Regions from separate parts of the Hordeum vulgare genome. Here region 1 is linked to region 2. The links are chromatin contacts, called in public Hi-C maps. All regions are on one chromosome and are shown on one strand. Each heading gives the region's core, a stretch centred on a gene start, on an enhancer-like site or on the middle of the called end of the contact. The rest is flanking DNA. Distances are from core to core; before and after follow the strand shown.

The links. Hi-C and Micro-C count contacts between places; a contact is called where the count stands out from the background.
Region 1: a Hi-C map of seedling shows a contact between it and region 2, with 6 times the contacts expected there. The contact joins the promoter of LOC123433416 here to the promoter of LOC123410215 in region 2. A contact is called at or near these places in 3 of 6 Hi-C or Micro-C datasets (leaf and seedling) and 1 of 1 datasets of contacts at active chromatin or transcription factors (embryo).

Annotation. Positions count from the first base shown.
Region 1 is chr1H:316,151,705-316,154,469 of MorexV3_pseudomolecules_assembly, forward strand. It overlaps LOC123433416 (NAD-dependent malic enzyme 59 kDa isoform, mitochondrial), which reads left to right and starts at 1,454. Exons shown (of 19, transcript XM_045115454.1): 1 at 1,454-1,776; 2 at 1,881-1,977; 3 at 2,119-2,237; 4 at 2,355-2,522. The coding sequence starts at 1,624.
Region 2 is chr1H:315,975,377-315,978,109 of MorexV3_pseudomolecules_assembly, forward strand. LOC123410215 (benzyl alcohol O-benzoyltransferase-like) reads left to right here and starts at 1,443. Exons shown (of 2, transcript XM_045103124.1): 1 at 1,443-1,994; 2 at 2,101-2,733. The coding sequence starts at 1,548.

The sequences.
Region 1 (2,765 bases), core at 204-2,703, 180 kb after region 2:
ATTACAAGTTTGCCATAGCTACAACTTCGCGTTCTTTGTTTGTGTTCCACGACCAGACAAAGGCGTCACAGAACCCCACTTTCATCAATAAATATTTCCTTTTATATTCGCAATATCCAGATTGCAATCTTAGTTTCTTTTGTTATTGCTGGTTGGCCCGGTTCAGCACATGCCACAAGAATCTTAAATGATAGCTTGGTCAGGTATGCACATAGGTTTCCTACACTCCTATGAGGTACTAATATTTATTGTTGAGCATTACATACCTGCCTTTACTTGCTTCTCAACAACCATGCAGAACAATGTTGGTTCTCTTTTTATAGGAAAATATTACTTCGTCGATTCCGGAAATCCAAACCATGGAGGATATCTTGCTCCTTATAAAGGTCAAATACACCATGTCCCAGAATTTCATAATGAAAGAAAACCGGTGAAAAAATATGAGGTGTATAATCATGCGCATTCTTCACTTAGAAATGTTGTTGAACGATCATTTGGAGTGCTCGAAGCTAAATGGGGCATCTTGAAGGGTACCCAATTTCAACTCTCGTAGGCAAAAAAGATTATTATTGCTTGTATGTCGTTGCACAGTTACATTCGTAAGACCAAGTTGCCCGACGAGGAATTTGACAAATATGATGAAGATGAGAATTATGTTCCTGATGAGGATTTAGGAGTAAAGCCTGATTTTAATTTACTTCGGCAAAAACAATCAAAACACGAAATTTAGCAACACTGAGAGTCCGAGGACAAAAAAAAGAAAGAAGGGCTGAAAGCGCAGTTCTAGGCGCTACTAGCGCAGATTTGGGGTCGGGTCGGCGGGGCCTTTCCGAATCGGCGCGCGAACGGTTCCGAACAGTTTCTCGCAAACGCATCTGATTCGTGTCAGCCCGGCACGCAGCCGCTCCGACCACCCATTCTCCTCGCCCTAGTAGTCTGGCGCAAACACGTCTTTGGTTGTTTCTTCTTACCCAAATACTACAGTACAATTATACAAACATCGGCGTAACACGTCGCACATTTGCGTGTGCGCGTGCATGCAAAGCAGAATAGCGTGCGCGTGCAAAGCGTCCGTGGGTTCGCTGGCCTAAATCCGTCGCAACTATAGCAAAGCTGCGGCGCTCGACATGCACATTCGCACCACCCCGGTTGACATCAAGCATCCCCGCCCCCGCAGAGAAAAATAAAGTTGACATGAGGCAGGCGCAAAGGAGAGAGATCCGCACCGCCACCGCGTGTGCTCAGCAAATTCCTCTTCTCGTTGCCCGAAAGTCGCGACAGCGCCTTCACTAGTAGAGCCGCGTCCCGCCCCGCGTCCGCTGCTCCGCGCGCGACCCTCACCGCCCCCGTAGCAGCAAAGCCAGCCAGCACGACCAGCTGGCGCGGCATCGCACGTCGCACCCGGGCCCTCCTGTCCTGTGTCCTCACCGCGAGTGCCCGCACCACGCGGCGACGACGCATTCCACTCCCCTTGAAATCTCCCTCTCTCTCTCTCTCTTTCTCGCTTCGCCTCCGAGAAGCTCGGTCTCACCTCACGCACCACCAACACAGTCTTCTCCCCGCCCCGATCACCGTACCGACCGACGGACCGCGAGCGGCGCCGCGGCTGACCCAGCGTACGTGATGTGGCGCCATGCGGCGGCCCGGCGGTCGGCGCAGATCCGGCGGCTCCTGTCCACGTCCGCCCCCTCGGCGGGCGCCGGCGCCGCCGTGCGCGGCCCCTGCATCGTGCACAAGCGCGGCACCGACATCCTCCACGACCCCTGGTACAACAAGGTACCCGCCCCCGCCCCGCCCCGCCTCGCCGCCCCTCCCTCGATCCCGCCATCCGCGCGCGCCTTGGCGGTTTCCGATTTCACTTCGATTTTCGTTTCGCGCAGGACACGGCGTTCCCCCTCACGGAGCGCGACCGCCTCGGCCTCCGGGGCCTGCTCCCGCCGCGGGTCATGTCCTTCGAGCAGCAGTACGAGCGCTTCAGTGAGTCGTCTAGCCCCCACACCCTCACTCGCACTGTCGCGTCATTGTATTGTTCACGCTAGCCCCACCGGCCGTATGTATCCCTCCCGAGATCACGCCTATCTTTTTGGTCGCTAATGTCGCGAGCGCTCCGTGTCGCAGTAAACTCGTACCATTCGCTGGAGCACAACACGCAGGGGGAGCCCGATTCCGTGGTCTCGCTGGCCAAGTGGAGGATCCTTAACAGGCTGCACGACCGGAACGAGACGTTGTACTACAGGGTGAACTCCCACTGTCACACTTCCCATTGGTTGGCATGCGCGTGTCTTTTTAGTCACCGCAAGGAGGTGTTTGATGTGTGTGTGTGTGTGTGGTGCTATGGTCTGTTTCTGCTGCAGGTGCTAATTGACAACATCAAGGATTTTGCGCCCATCATATACACCCCTACTGTGGGCTTGGTCTGCGAAAACTACAGCGGGCTGTTCAGGCGTCCCCGCGGGATGTACTTCAGTGCAAAGGATAAAGGGGAGATGATGTCGATGATTTACAACTGGCCAGCAGAGAAGGTACACTTGACTATTTCGGGAACTTGATTTATATATTTTTTGCTACCAATGTAGTTGGACACAGGAGGTTCAGGTTATTCCAGGTAGCGGTTTTATGAATGCAGTATAATATCAATATGGAAATTTTAGCTGGCGTCCTATCAATATCAATGGAACACTAATTTGTTCTCTAGTTGTTTACCCTTTTTTAAAAGCCAGTCTGTAGCTATATCCATCTGAATTGCTACACAATAATATTAGTGG
Region 2 (2,733 bases), core at 193-2,692:
TTATGAAAGTTAGGACTTGAACTCACGTCATTAAACTTTGATATCATGTTAAGCTTTATGTATTAGTCAACGTAGCTATACATCTGAACTGATGAAGTGGGCTAGGCAATCCATATATGCACTTCCTCAAACCTCCTTTCTCTTACTCTCTCATGACAATCGGACGACCGCCTGCTCCCACGACTCACAACCGGTGTTGCTCGTGGCTGACGTCCCTCGCCGTCCTTCCGTCACCACGGGTCACCATTGTGTTGCCGCCTCTCTCGACCATCACCCTAAACCTTTATGACCATCCCATTTCTTTGACGAGCTAGCACACCCTCACGCGTACCAATCAACCCGCTTCCTTGCCTCCACCGAGGATGTCGGAGCTTGCTATTGCTCACAACGTTGTTCACATCTCAAACGAGGTCTTAACTCGGTTTCATCAAGGTTACGCTCCTCGTCAAGTCCCCGTATTGGCCCTGATCTGCATTGTATTCTCTCTGAAATGAACTTAGAGGAGTTTGAAATTCACACAACTCACAAATAGTTCGTGCTAAAAAAATGTAGAAACATAACTCCGTTCTAATCACATGAAAATATGTGCTACACTGCACGACCATCACGAAAATCATACAAAAATACGCAAGATGTACTATACTTATACCTGGCCATACCTCGGGCCTCGCCGGGCTTCGGTCCGGGGCTGACAAAGCCCGTGACAAAAAACGCAGGACCGAGCCCAGCCTGGCACGCCCGTTGGGCCAGAATTTGAGGCCCAAGCCCATCCCGTGAGAGGAAAATCCCGTCGGGCCAGAATTTGAGGCCCAAGCCCGGTCCATGAGAGGAAAATTCCGTCGGGCCTCGGGCCGGGCCCTTCGCTAAATTACCAAAATGTCATGTCCAAGCCTGGCCTGGCCTGGTTGTCGGGTCTAGTTCTCAGGCCCATGCCCAGCCCATGGGTAAGATCAGATCGGGTCGGGTCAACTTTTCCCGGTCAGGTTGGGTGGGGCCGGCCGGGCTGGATATCCCATGGGCCATGGCCAGGTATGTCTACGCTACACAATCGCAAAGCTGAAGAAGTGTGGAAGAAGTACATCTATCTCTCTCCCATCTCTGTCTCACGATGTGAGCCATCCAATTTCCAAACAAACGGACCTGCTGTAGCCTGGAGTCTCGCTACCACACACATGGATCACGAATTCACGGCTCCTCACCTGAGCTCAAACCCTCGCACCATCCGACCCATCGTGTTGGCCCTGGTCAAGTCAGTCCCCGTTGCCCGTCCACACAGAATTATTATTGGCAACAAAAAGAATAGAGCGTCAGTAAACTGCTCCCTAATTTCGACCCAGTTGCTCACACATAGTAGGAGTATATCTCAAGGTCGCTGTCACTCTCACTGTGTAGCCGCGCGTGCATATATACCCGTGCTAATGCCACTCTTTCTCCACAAACCTAGCAGCAGCAGCAGCAAACACACCAGCTCGCCGCACGCACCATTGATCACCTTCTCTCGTCCTCCTTCTCCAGAACTAGTTGAGAATCATCGTGAGGCAGTGTTAATGGCGAGCACAGCGGCGTCGTTGAGGTTCACGGTGAGGAGGAAGGCGGCGGAGCTGGTGACGCCGGCGGGGCCGACGCCACGGGAGCTGAAGCGTCTCTCGGACATAGACGACCAGGACGGCCTGCGGTTCCACATCCCGGTAATCCAGTTCTACCGGCGCGACGCGTCCATGGGCGGCAAGGACCCCGCGGCGGTGGTCCGGGACGCCGTGGCCAGGGCGCTCGTGCACTACTACCCGTTCGCCGGCCGGCTGAGGGAGCTTGAGGGTCGCAAGCTCGCCGTCGACTGCACCGGCGAGGGCGTGCTGTTCATCGAGGCCGACGCCAACGTGCGTCTGGAGCACTTCGGCGACGCTCTGCAGCCGCCCTTCCCGGGACTCGAGGAGCTCGTCTTCGACGTCCCCGGCTCGTCCGAAGTCCTCGGCACCCCGCTCCTCCTCTTCCAGGTAACTTTGCCTTCCTTTCGTGGAACTGAAACACGAAGGCATGTTTCTGTGCACGTGCGAGCGTGATCGATGCATGGGCATGGCTGACCGTTGTTCGTACGTTCAGGTGACACGGCTGGCGTGTGGAGGCTTCATCCTGGCGGTGCGGCTTATGCACACGATGTCGGACGCGCAGGGGCTGGTGCAGTTCCTGGCCGGCGTGGCGGAGCTGGCGCGAGGCGCGGCGGCGCCGTCGGTGCGGCCTGTGTGGGATCGGGAGCTGCTGGAGGCGCGGAACCCGCCGTGCCCTGGGTTCGCGCACCGGGAGTACGACGAGGTGCCGGACACCAAGGGCACCATCGTGCCGCTCGACGACATGGCGCACCGCTCCTTCTTCTTCGGGGCCAAGGAGGTGGCCGCCATCCGGTCCCACCTGGCGCCGGGCCTCCGGAAGCGGGCCACCACGTTCGAGGTCCTCACTGGTAGTCTGTGGAAGTGCCGCACCGTGGCGCTGGCCCCCGACGCCGACGAGGTGATGCGGATGATCTGCATCGTCAACGCCCGCGGCGGCAAGCAGGGCGGCGCGAGCGCCATCCCGACCGGCTACTACGGGAACGCGTTCGCTTTCCCGGTGGCCGTGTCGGCCTCCGGCGACCTGTGCGCGAACCCGCTGAGCTACGCCGTGAAGCTGGTGAAGGAGGCCAAGTCGGAGGTGAACGTGGAGTACATGCGGTCGGTGGCGGACCTGATGGTGCAGCGC